Linked DNA regions of Danio rerio: region 2 is linked to region 1. Evidence: chromatin contacts called from public HiCAR-type data. All regions are on one chromosome and are shown on one strand. Each heading gives the region's core, a stretch centred on a gene start, on an enhancer-like site or on the middle of the called end of the contact. The rest is flanking DNA. Distances are from core to core; before and after follow the strand shown. Region 1 holds the start of bcl6aa (BCL6A transcription repressor a). Region 2 has its middle 12 kb from the start of tprg1.

Region 1 (6,971 bases), core at 2,513-5,012:
TTGATCTCTATCTCGGTGCTTTGTGAGATCTTTTTTTTTTCCTTTGAGTCACACTATAGTGTCACAAAAGTTCAGCAGTGCTTTTTTTCCCCCCTTTGTTGATGTTCCACCATTTCATATAACTAAATGGTGCAATGATGACGCTGTTGCCATACAGAAGATCTACAACAAAAAATAATAATAATCACTCAATATGTGTAAATAATTACAGTGTCTGTATTAGTAGTATATACAAAGCACAAATCAAGATACAAATGAAACCAAAGAACAAGAATGAGATCAGAGATAGACTAGATCGGTATGTGCAAACCTAACCTTCTTCTTGTCAGGTTATTTACATTATGATGTTTAACAGATCAAAGTTGTCACAAAAGAAATAAAGTATAAATTTAAATAAAGCTGTCTGCCAAGACTTTAACCTTTACGTTCTGCTGTCTTGAATAAATATATAAGCAGCATCCATTTTTAAGAAAAAAAGCCCACATAAAAGTGGGCCTACGAAACAGGTAAACAACAATCACAAAAAAAAAAAGAGGTCAGCCTGAAAAACTAAGTACATCAATAAATTTATATTAAATAAAAAATATAAATTGCTCTCTATTACTTAGTCTATTAGTCTTCGCAATATCAGAATCATTTTTCTCATATCTGTCATTTGTTGTGAAAAATTGATCAGCAAAATATTATGGTTGCAAAAAATCCAGACAAAAAAAAAATCTAATCTATTAGATGTAAAACATACATTGAAATTTTTTTTTTTTTTTCTACCACAGCCCAACAGATGCTGCTTCTGTGTCAGGGTATAAACGGCACAAGGGAGGACGGACCTGCTCCCCACAGCTGGAGCCACAAACGCAGTTACTCAGGTGAGCGTGTCAGAAAGTCAGTCACTAAGCAGTCCACAAGTCAAATCCAAAGTGAATTAAGCAATCAAAATTAAACAGATCTGGTCGACATTTTTCGCCATATAGATTAATTTACACCCATCATCCTTAATACAAACACATTTTTGTTCACTACTTGTTCCATTTCCTCTTATTATTTCCCTCAAAACAAAACTGCCATAATAATATGAAAAAAGACAGAAGTTCCTGGTGACTTTTCTTTCAGCTTAAGCTTAAAACTACAGGTGATAGTTATGTAAAAGGTTGTATATGTAGGTCAGAGTTTACAGTTAGCCTTACAGAAGGAAATATGACAACTAGAGTGATTACAACACCATTAATAATGTGTTCTTACTACCTCAAATATAACCATTCAGTTCATATTTCTGATTCACGTCTCAAGATGCCCACATGCATACGCCACAAAAGCTTAGCTTCAAAGTAAGCAAATCAAACACTTGACATCGAAATGTAGTAAAAACTATTTTATTTATTATCTGTCAATATGCATCTACACACATTTACAATACACAATAGCAAATAACAAACAATGCATATGGTTATAAGCAGATTGTACAAAAATATGCAAAGTGGGTTCAATAATATAAAGCACTCACTATGCTGTTCATTTCGATAGTTTTCCACATTACCAATTTTACAAGCAATCTTCATAACAAAAAGCATGCAAGGACATCATGTTAAAATCTACAAACTTAACAGGCCTTAAAACAAAAACGTCTAGAGCAAATGAGATCCAAAACTACTAGCAGACCAAATATTTACGACCCAGCGGAAAAGTTCCTTGCATTCCAGAGTTCACGTTGCATAGCCCATATTACACAATAATAATTAATTTCAGTGGCAAAAAACAAAGTGAGATTATAGAATGCCCAAGGGAATGCTCACATATTAAGTTCATGTTGTTCGTTACTCAGCACTTTACCTTACAAAAATTAATCTCCTGGAGACCAAAACATGCATCAGAGACGATATATGCAAAAATATAGACTAATATATGTGCTAAAAAATAACGTTTTATCCCTCACACAAACATCGAGGATTGTGCTCGCTAAACCAGCGTTAGCTGATCTCTGAATACTTGAGGTAAATTATGGTCTTCAGTTAATCTGATGGGTCATCTAAAATACTTTAACTTCTCTCTCTTTATCAGGTGTTCTTATGAGTTGATGTGTCTCAGGGGATATCGCAGTAACTACTGTTATAACCGAATGAGTAAACTCGGGGAGCTTGCTAGACTTATTTTGCGAGTGTATTCTGGAAAACACGACGCCTGACGTGCGTTTGGACCTGCACTGACTGTTCGCGCTTGACAATAAGAAAAAAATGTTAACTTGAAAGAGGAAGAGAATATGCTCAAAGCAGCAAACAGACGTGTCATCTCCTCCTCCTTATGCTTTCTGACAGATGCTTTTCAAAACCACCGCATGGCCACTTTGACAGAATAAAACATGTCCACATCTGCATCGTAACTTAAAAAAAAAGATGAGTAAAACTTTGAAGAGAGTTACGACAGATGAATATCAGAAATTCTTTTTATTCTCCAATATTTTGCGGTACCTCTGGAAAAAAAGGCATTAAAACTACTACAGGTTAACTACTGTGTGCCCTACAGGCTAATAAACGGAGGCCTGGGGTTAACTAGAGATGCTAATATGTCGGTTTTTGCAGCTTAATTTCAGTTTTTAAAAGTTTCGACGCTTTAAGAAGAATATATTATAAAAACAAACTAGCAAAGACCGTTCACGAGCAAACAGTTTAACGCAGTTAACGCGCATATAAACATATATTGAATATCCGTGGGCCTAAACAACAAGTGTTTGTACGAACTGCTGTTTTTAGTATGCTGCTGTCATCGAGTTTCAACGTGAGGGATATGTGACACTTCACGGAATGTAAAATCAGTTTATACAGATCGCGTGGCTTTACAAATGTTGTTTGGTAAAGCGGAGTTGTACGCAAAATAAGATTAATTGGTCAGTCAGTTGTTGCCTCTGTCACTGCATTCATCAAGAGACCAGCGCTCGCGCGTCACTTGACAATTAGCCCGCACAATTCCGAAACGAAGCGTCAAATAAATATTAATCAACATTCCTCTCGAACACAATTGCCTAAACCATTCGAGAGCAGTTCGTGCTCATAGCCTACCGGTTATATGGACGTGACAGACAAACCACGACGAGCACAAAGCAGTTTAAATCGAAGTTACAATTTTCTAAAAATAAATTAACGACATTCCAGATGCGAGAAAGCCGGTATGCAAGCACAATGTCTCAATGTTCATGTATGTAATCCCAATCAGACAAACCCTTGTGCCCACTGGCCGGCTGGTCCACAGATTTGAAGAGGCAACATAATAGAAAAAAGGTATCAAAAATAACACAATAAATAAACAAAACGTGTCCGTGTGAATAAGCGCTCCAGATATGTTCTGTAAAGACTGGGTTATGGCCGTGGGTTTAATACAGTGAAAAGCAACGAATGGACACTTTGCTTATGTCATGGAATAGCAAATTAGTTCTGAGTATTTTGAGGCTGGGCTAAAAAGACAACGTACGTAAGCCACTTTCTCTCCCCACGTGACCGTCTCTGTCTGGACGCGTCCATTAGAGAGGAGGAATTAAACACCGAGTGCCACTATTTTTCTCAATCGTTACGGCAATATAATGATTTCGTTTACATTTAAAACGTCGTTTACATAAACATTATGTTTTGTTATTAAAGTGCAGTGATGTGAAATCATGTTTTTAGCAATAACCGAAGAAATGCAAACTTAAAGCAAAACACGACACTCCCCTGCCCTCTAAAAATGGTATGGTCGCCAGCTCAAATTCCGAGAATTGAGCTCTTCTGATTCTTAGAACTGGGGTTCTTAGAAGTGGTGATGCAAGAAGTTTCTAGGAAAGCACTACCAGGTGATTTTTTTACATTCTTTTCCACTGGCGCGCTGCTGCCATTAGTCACACATGTTCATTAGGCTGTTTTATTGGATTTTATGGTTAAATGTTTATTTCGGCTGATTTTGAGGCGTTTTGTGGAGTTTTCAGGGCAGATTGTTAATGCAGTGGGTCTGTCTGGTAAAAATAGTTTTGACAGTTCAGGTCGTCCTGCATGAACTACACTGCACTGTCAGTCCTCACTGCGGGATCGTGGGGTCGTAAATAGTGTGTGCAGAAGAGGGGTGGAAATTCAGACGCAGTACCAAAGCAGCCAAACTAGACAAGCTCTAGAGTTGATTAAATAGCACTTGGTTGATACGAATATAAACCAGGGTTTGTGTACTGCTTGGTTAAATATAAAAACAGAATCGTTAGCGAAGACATCCGAAAATTAATTTCACTCCTTTTCTTTAATCAGCGCAGGTTTTTAAAAGTAGTTCAGAGCCCGGAGTTTGTACTCTCGCTCGCTCTTTCTCGTGACGTTTTGGTTTTGTTGTCCTGTGCCAAAAGCGTGTACTTTGTGTTTGCAGTTTGTTTGTGTTGGTGTAAATCACATCCTAATAACCCTTTCTGATTTGGCTGTACAGCTGTTGAGCGCATTTGCAATTTGTCTTTATTTTTTCCGAAGCGCAGAGACTCAATGTCATCTTTGAAAATATATTAATGTTTATGTCATGTGAATTGTCGATACGATTTATAAAGGTTCCAGAGAGTTTTACATTGTTGCATTTCACGTGTTCCAGCAGTAGAGATGCAATAGAAAAGTTTGTATCGTTCTGCAGTAGCTGTCACTTTGTAGCAGGACCAGCCTGCACGAGTTTCTCTCAGCTATAGCTTAATGTTTTTTTTCTGTGCGTATATGTGCCAATTCTCACCAATGTGTTCTATTCATTTTTAGAGTACGTTTCAATGCGTGTGTTTGTGTCAGAGGCACCAAATAGATACTAAAAATGCAATGTATATGTATAAACAGGTATGGACTATATTTAAAGTGCTGTTTGGCATTGAGCGAACGAGTGCCTCATAAATCTCTGTCCGTTCTTTGCGTGTTGTGGCGCGGTCTCTATTCGGGGAGTGAGCACATTTATTGGCGTTCAGTTACATAGGATAAAAGTGTTAAATAAGATTTAGGCTAGCACTTAAGACGGAAACTAAGAACGTGAGACGCGAGAGCTTAACAGCGGAACGCGTGTAGGCTACTCTTGACACTTTTCTGTGTTCGTGAGAAGTTGGCGTTCTGTTTACCGTCATGGTGATTTAAGAGCGCTCAAATGCCGATGAATCTGCTAAATATGACTTGATACGAGAGTCGCAGGTGTTGTCAGTGTCGCTTAGTACCGCTGAATGACAAAACGGTCTCTGGGTGACATCTCGTGGAAGATAAACTTTACATTTCTAAAATGATGAAAGTAGTTGTGGAGAACGTGAATGTGCGGTTTTAAAAGTTTAGGTTAAATTGTCAAAAACATTGTAACGTGCTGGAGTTTTGCAATGTTTTGGTGGTTTCCGTGCGTCATGAGCGTGTCTTTTTTTGTTTGTTTGTCCACTCGTTAAAATCCCGATCCCCTCTCTCGGTCATCTGGGTGTTTCGCCTCCTCACACAAGAGCATTACAAGAGTCACGGGCTGATTAAGCTGCTTTGGCAGCATGACAGCTCGCGGTCGGGATATTGATGTTATGTAGTCTCAAATGGAAACAGAATCTCTAATACTGAATGTTCAACATCTGAGAAATGTTCGCCTAACTATTTAAAGGCGCTCAGTGAAACTATATTTGTGTCAAGGCGCCAGATGTGACTGGGAGAACCGTCTGAGGTGATTGGTGGAGTATATCAACGGTGGAGAGAAAAACACGTGTGAGGCTATCACAGAATTAATCCATTACAAAAATAAACTCTTCTGCTGTATTACCATAATTCTTCGGCTGTGTTTGTTGACTATTCCACTTTGTCTGTTATTACACCCATCCCTCAATAGTAAAGCGTATCGGTCCACAGAACCGCAATAAACAGCCTAACGACATTTTCCCATGACTCATTCGAGTTTTTTTTCTCCAAAAATAAAGACTTTAAACTCGCAGGGAAAGAAGCAATTTTCTTTGCAAGGCAAAAACTGTGTAAATGTGAAATTGGGACATACTAAGATACATATGCCTTTTTCCGTGACTAGCATTTAAACAAATTAACTTGATAAAAGTTCCTATAATGCTGTCACACAATTTTATGTAGGATGAATAATGACTCTCAGACCTGACAGAAGTACTGCACGTGGATGGATGTCAGTTCTCTAAACTTTCATCATTTGTCGCCCCCTATCGGAGATGGGGGAGAGAAACAAGGCAGCATTTTTGAGGACTATACATATAATTGATTTTTCAGATTAAAGGGATAGTTCACCCAAAAATGATTAGTCTGTCATCATTAACTCTCCTCCCTGTTGTGAAAAATCAGAATGACTTTCTTTCTTCAGTGGAACACAAAAGGAGATGTCAGGCAGAATGACAGCCTCAATCCATTCATTTTGAGTATATGCAAAAATATATAAATAAATAAGTTGCAATGAAAGTGAATGGCGACTGAGGCTGTCATTCTCCATAGCGTATCCTCTTTTTTTTTTTTTGTTCCTTTGTTAGAAAAAGCAGAGGAGGTACGCAATGACAATTTGATGCATAACAGGAATAAAACTATTTTTAATAGATGTTTTGACATACCTTCCCAAAAAAGGGGGGAATCATCAACTTTGTAAAGTTTTTAAACGCTAATAAAAGCTTTAATAAATCCTGTGATGTTAGAATATTACCCAACTTTTCTTATTTTACTGCATGTTGTTAAGTGAGTGTCGATTGCATCATTCACAGTTCTCATTGTTTCCTAACAGATCTAGAAAAAATGGCTTGTGCAGCCGACAGCTGCATCCAATTCACGCGTCATGCAAGTGATGTTCTGCTCAACCTGAACCGACTGCGTAGCAGAGATATCCTCACAGATGTCACGATTCTGGTCAACAGACAGCAGTTTCGAGCACACAAAACAGTCCTTATGGCATGCAGGTACAATTGAAGGCTGCTTGCTTGTTATATACTTTGTCTGTGGTGGAAATGTGTTAAAGTGCGACCTAAAAAGTTGACTAAA
Region 2 (6,799 bases), core at 4,044-6,543, 520 kb before region 1:
TAAATTAAAATTGAAGCAAGCTTAGCCTAGCCGCCTCATACGCTAACCATACAACAGCTTAGCTCATGCTCAGCAGGAGAGGTAAAATTTAAAAATAATCTTATAACATTAAATGAAACCATGATTTCTCTATTTTTAGCCAAAAAGCCCGATAAATTAATTATGCAATTAAATATAGCGTCACTGGAAACACGCATGACTTTTACATAATTCATTCATAGATAGAACAGCCAGAAAGGGAAACTGGTGGATTTGTGCTGAATATTAGCATCATTGACCATAACAATGTATAGTAAGTTACCTATTACTGTCAGTATGTATGTGTGCTCTTTATAAATGAATGAAAAACAGCTGCGGGTAAAGTATGTTGATCGCAAGTGCTCAATTTGTGATCTTATCTCGGTTTTGTTCTGTTGATTTGTAATTTCAAATATTCGTAGCTTGAAACAGATGGAAATATGAAGTTCAGTAAAGTTAGCAACAGATTTGCAGATTCACATTTTCCGGATCAATAACTCGTGTCATTATGACCTTTTCGCTATTAGTATGACTAGCGTTACTAACGTTATGGCGAAGGCTTTAATGGAGCATTACTCACAATATCAAATGAAAAAAAGGAATAAGACAGCTGTGAAACATTAACAGCTTTGTGTTTTTGTAGGAAACACAGTTTAGAGCTGTTTAGGGTAAGAGGTGTGTGAGTTATTGCCGTATATCACTGAATGTGTCTGGAATACCAAAACAAAACCAACTTAGCTCCTTTAGCGCCCCTCACACAGCTTGATCCACGCTGGCATTTCTGCTCTTGGGTTTTAGGTTTGAAAAGGGAAAAAATTCCACCATCCCGTCCAAACTTTTAGGATACCGGGTATCAGATTTTCACAATCCATATGCACTCGCTTGAAAGCTTGACAGAACCCCTGCGCGTAGCTACAGTTGCTAAGCCACGATTGGTGGGTGGCGTTTTTTGGGCGTTTTAGCGAAGGGTCAATTGGCGAAATGGTGGGCATCTTAAGCACCAAGGCATACCTGCCTGAATGAGCTGGAACTGCTTGGTCCAAAAGTGCCACAGCCTCTTTAGCAAGACCCATTGCCAACAGGTCTTGCCGTATTGCACCGCCCTATAAATATATAAAGTTGTCCTCTGCAAGCCATTGATGAAAGAGAGTTAAAAAAAGATGGATCCAATGTTGTTATGTTAAGAGGATTACGAGAGACACACTGACGTTTTAGAAGTACTGATAACAGCAGACAATGAAAGGCTAACACAAAATGGTGTATGTGGGGAAACAATGAGTGGAGGGCAAGACAATAAACAAACAAGATAACAAATAGGATAATTAAAGTGAAACGAAGTGGCATTTGAAACACAGAACTGAACAGAAATGAACACAAAGACAGGGTATGGATGTTACAAATAAATTTAAAAACATTTATTTTGAATGTTATTGTTGTGTTTGTTACTACTTCGGCCTATTTATCACTAAAAACAACACTAATTGATTTAATACTCACCACTGCCATATTACAGCTGCTTTCATGATTCTGACCATGCAGTAACCTGCCTCTTCAGCACCTGGCACTGCCCTGATATGTCTGGAGGGTATGGTTTCATGCTCATCCATCTGTATTCCACCCGACTATACCACATTAACACTAGACCGGAAGACAAGTAAGGGTCAGACAAGCTTCTGTGCACAGCGGTACAGTATCCCTGTACATAGAGGCCAGAACATTTGACCGAAGAATCCAGAGAGACCTCTTCCAAATGATTTCTGACAGCCACGTCTCCTGACAGCAGCTTCTCAGAGTCAGCCTGTATGTCTTGGAAGGTAAACAATGTTGCACAAGCTGATGTGAAGGCACTTAGTCTGCTGCACTGTGACAGAATGTGACAAATGACTGCAAATGAACAACAAATCGTGCATAATGTGAATCAGCACTGGCACTTTATAATCACAGACAACTATTATGTAGCATTTGTTTGTATAATGTTAATTTTAGGGGTTGGGCAAGTTGTTAACTCATTAATATTAACTCGAAAATTATTTTATTGTGTGTTAACATGTTTATACACTGTAAACCTTGATGTTGTCTTTACTTAAACAATTAAGTAAAGTTGACTAAACATAACTTAAAATTTAGCATTTTGGTTTTATCGCTTAAAAATATGATTTAATTTAACTTTTGTACCATGAAAATGCATAAACTTAAGAGCTCAAGTGTATTTTACTCAAAATCATAATTAATCATTTGAAACAAATAGGTTTTCACGAATGTGGTCTTGACTGTAAAATTCCAATATGTGCAACCTTTTAAGTGCAAAGTCTTTTTTTATATCAAAAAACAAATGGCTTCAGGTATATATATTCGTCATATTCTGAAATATATATATATATATATATATATATATATATATATATATATATATATATATATATATATATATATATATATTAACTTAAAATTTTGGGAGACTCTCCATTACTTAATTAAAATGAGGCAACGAGTTTACTCAATTAATTTAGCTCAGTCAACTTATTAGGGTTTTGTGTGTGTGTGTGTGTGTGTATGTATATATATATATATATATATATATATATATATATATATATATATATATATATATATGTTGGCATTTGACTAAAGTAATTAAGTCTAACTGAAATGTATGTAATAGATAAGCTGCTGGCAGTGGTGTTTGGAAAATATATGAATGAACTTTCTGAAGTGAAGTTAAATTACGTAGTAAAACAACGTAGTCCTATATACGTTTCTGGAGACCACAAATTATGTAGCCAGAGGTTCATATGGGGTGGTATGACGCCATTTCTTATTGCGTTTACCAGCTGACCGACATATAAACAGCTTTAAATAAGTAAATAATAAGTAAAGAATGTGGTAAAATCTGAAAACGTAGTAGTGGTTGGGTTTAGGGAATAAGGAGGGTGGGTCAGTCGATTGGTCGGTCAGTCATTCAGTCAGTTAGTCAGTCAGTCAGTCAGTCAGTCAAACAATCAGTCAACAGTGGCCTCTGGTGGGTTTATGCAAAAATAGCAGGTGTGAATGACAGCCTCTCGCAAAAAAACTGCAAAAAAAAGTACCTCGTAGGACTATTTCGTGGACTCCAGGAATGTATATAGAGGTGCGTTTTCAGAATGAGCCGGGGATGTAGATTTCCCGGGATTTACACAAGATATACACAAGATTTTCTGTGTTCAGGTTAACACTGTAAAGACGTAATTCTGAACAAAGTAAAGCTCTCATAATGCTCTTATCTATTAAGCTGGTTATCTGAGAGCAGTGTGGTGGAAGACAGGAACTGGGCCCACTGATGTAATGATCACCTAATTATCAATGAATGCCCTGGCAGTTAAATTACTATAGCTTTGATTTGAAAGCTATAGTATAATAAAGTAATAAAGTAAATAAAGCAATAAAGTAAATATGGTGTTATTCATATACAAAAACTCTCAGTTGTTTAAAGTGGTATTTTTTCATATACCAACATTTAAAAAATAAAAATAAAATTGTGCAATATACTAATTTTGAAAATGCTAAATTTGTGTTATGGTTTGTATATTAATGTGATTAGAGGCATTAAATGATTTTATCTAGGAGGACCAGAAGACCTGTTTGTGTGAAGTTTGCATTTTCTCCATGTGTCTTTCCGTGGGTTTCCTCCAGGTGCTCCGGCTTCCCCCAAAGTCATTTGAAACAGGTTAACGTGATAAAGTAAATTGGCCAAAGTGTGTGAATGGGAGAGTGTGTGAGTGTTTCCCAGCACTAATGGTTGTACTCTCAGTTCTGGGCTGCGACAGGAAGAGAATCCACCATAAAAACATATGCAAGCGTAATTGGAGGTTCATTCTGCTTTGGTGACCCCTGATAAAGGAGGAAATAAGCTGAAGGGGAGTGGATGAGTGAATCTGTTTACATGCACGAGGTCAACATGTGTGGTCATAAATGTGTTAAACCTTCATAAACAGCTTAAGCATAAACCGATCAGCACAGACATATTTTGGAGAATTATTACCCCAGTTCTGTCTGGCATGTAAACACCTTAACATTTGATCTGTTGGATTACTGAAATGTGCATGTGTAATTCGTGACCAAAAGGCATCACAGCAGATTTAAAGATGTAAGGTTTTTCACTCAAAAAAGTTTTGCTTTTAATTTACTAATTTAATGATGCTCATGTCATTAGGCCACCCAATGTTAAAGTTTACTAGGTTACTTTTTAGGGTGATGCTGTGGGTAGCATATGCAGGATAAGTTGGCAGTTCATTCTGCTCTGGTGACCCCAGATTAATAAAAGGACAAAGCTGAAAAGTAAATGAATGAATGAATGATGTTACTTTTTAAAAATGCCTTTAATCAAGTCCACAGCTACCTGTTTTTTTTTTTTTTTTAATCTGCTACACACACAAACACTCATTTTTGGGGGGATATTTTATAGGATGCCATTGATTTTATACTGTTTAAACTGTTTTTTAGCCCCAACCCCAAGCCTATTTCTAAATCCAACCCTCAAAGGAAATTATGTGCATATTTACTTTCTGAAGAAAAAAAAAAAGATTTATGTCTTTTGAAAAATAGGCATGGTATAGGCAATGTCCTCATAAGTCACATTCTCCTTGTAATACCTGTGTCATACACTTGTCATTATACAAATTTCTGTCATGATATTTCACAAAAACATGCAATCAGGTATTATATATTTATTATTATTATTATTATTCATTTATTTATTTTCTTTTAAGCTTTTTTCCCATTATTAATCAACAGTGGAATAAACCGCCTACCTATTTAGCATGTGTTATTACGCAGCAGATGCCCTTCTAGCCGCAACCCAGCACTGGGAAGCACCCAAACACTCTTGCATTCACATACATACACTATGGCCAATTTAGCTTATTCAATTCACCTATAGCCTACCACAAGTATTTGAGCTGTGGGGGAAAACGGAACACCTGGAGGAAACCCAAGGGATAACATGCAAACTCCAATGCCAACTGACCCAGCGACCTTTTTGCTGTCAGGTGACAGTGCTACCCACTACACCACCGTGTTGCCTATTATTATTATTATTAGTATTATTAATATTATATTTATTTATTTTTTATTTTTATTATTTATTAATATTATGCTGACCTATTGCCAAAGGCTCTAATCAAAGATCTAAAAACAGAGTTCCTAATTCTACTACATTCGAATGAAACAGAAAACAGTTTGAGAGCAGTTTCTGCATCGGGCACAGGGTGGCAGTGTTCTCACAGCTTTGACTCATTCTTTAAGCAGACTCTGGAGAGGGAACGCTTGAGCAGCCTCTGAGGCTTACAGTGCCGCTGCTACTAATATACTGTTGACTCTCATTGACCTGAATGGATCAGGCCTCCGCTGAGATGATCTGGTCTGATTATTATTAGAAGTTTGGAATGGACTGTGCTGTGGGGGACATGGGTCAAACAAATCTATCCACGAAGTACATATCTTTACATTTCTAATGAAAATCCCTGATGATGATTAATCCCTGCCCTTAAGAATATCCGATGATGAAAATAAGCTTTGATGAGGCAGAAAAAAATTACAAAGTACTGTATATATCATCCTCCCAGTGCTGATCTGTTATGAACGATTTAATATCATAGGCCCGGTTTGACCTTAGAGGCCACACATTTTGTCGAATATCGGGCCGCTTTTGTCCCAAATACAACAAAGCTATGCTGTGTGGCACATGTGATTTGCATAAAGCACAACATTGCTGTAACCACAGCATATTTTAATGTCAGCTCTGGGTGACGCAGTGACATTCTGACCCTTTTCAAGAAGTCCTAAAAACTTTGATCGGATCTACTTTAATCCGTCTTAAGGTTTGTATTTCTGCCTCATTTCACTTTGGCTGCCTCATTGCGCTGGCCTATATAATATGTCTCCGCTTCACTTGACCTTTTTTGGCCTGAAGTAAACAAACAAAGCCAAAGAAATCCCTCTTGTTAGTCAGGTGCTGTAGGAGGCACAGAGCAATTAACAGCTGTGTTTTTTTGAAGGGATTTTGAGGGAAGTTTCTTTTTTAAAAAGCTCTATTTTTCATTCATTGGTGATTTGCTGTGAGATGTGTATTTACCCTGAGGTTATCTGAGTGTACTGACCCTCTTTCTGTGTCCAGATGGTGCCATACACCTCTGCACTTGTCTTGCTGTTAAATTCGATGTGTGCATGGCAGTGAAAGAAACCACACAAACATACCTGCACCTGCTGTTGGGAAACACATGAACGACATGCAAAGAAATAGACTTTGCTATGTTTGCTTCAATTTGAGGTGATCTGTGTTTAAATAATGGTTAAAAAAACTGTTCTTCTGTACTGGAGTCAATTGTACATTTCCACAAGCACAAGTCAGCACAGACACGGCAGAACCCTTGATAGTCCAAAAATTTCTTCTAATGGTTTCAATAAAGCAGGGATGCCCAAACTCGGTCCTGGAGGGCCAGTATCCTGCATATTTTAGTTCCAACCCCTATTAAACACACCTGAACCAACTAATCAAGCTCTCCAGTAGGCCTACTTCTTTACTTGAAAACATCATTTTCATTCCTGTCAAAAATTCCATATGGAGCTACTCCTAACAATGTTTTCAGTTGTTGGTTGGCTTGAACGGACTTGAATTTGGCTCATTTAGAGTTAACGGTGGATTCTTGTGTTTTTCCACACAATGCCTATAGGATTACAGTACATTTTCAGCCTGGTTGCCCACTTGCATTCCGCTTCACTGAGCCTGGTCTTCTTATGAGTGTGG

The links. HiCAR-type assays count read pairs that join an accessible place to other places.
Region 2: a HiCAR-type map of caudal fin shows a contact between it and region 1, with 13 times the contacts expected there. The contact joins the enhancer-like site here to the promoter of bcl6aa in region 1. A contact is called at or near these places in 5 of 18 Hi-C or Micro-C datasets (caudal fin, embryo, hematopoietic stem cells and 1 more) and 1 of 4 datasets of contacts at active chromatin or transcription factors (caudal fin).

What each region holds. Positions count from the first base shown.
Region 1 is chr6:30,717,658-30,724,628 of GRCz12tu, reverse strand. bcl6aa (BCL6A transcription repressor a) reads left to right here and starts at 3,762. Exons shown (of 9, transcript NM_200734.2): 1 at 3,762-3,817; 2 at 6,718-6,889. The coding sequence starts at 3,787. All of the region lies in intron 1 of LOC141386287, which reads right to left. It also overlaps a transcript of lpp not described here.
Region 2 is chr6:31,241,630-31,248,428 of GRCz12tu, reverse strand. No RefSeq gene overlaps it. Among named protein-coding and RNA genes, the nearest start is that of tprg1, 12 kb to the left of the region's middle. Within about 2 kb of position 5,293, at least 15 of the 62 cell types and tissues checked have an H3K27ac peak or open chromatin away from gene starts, as enhancers often do.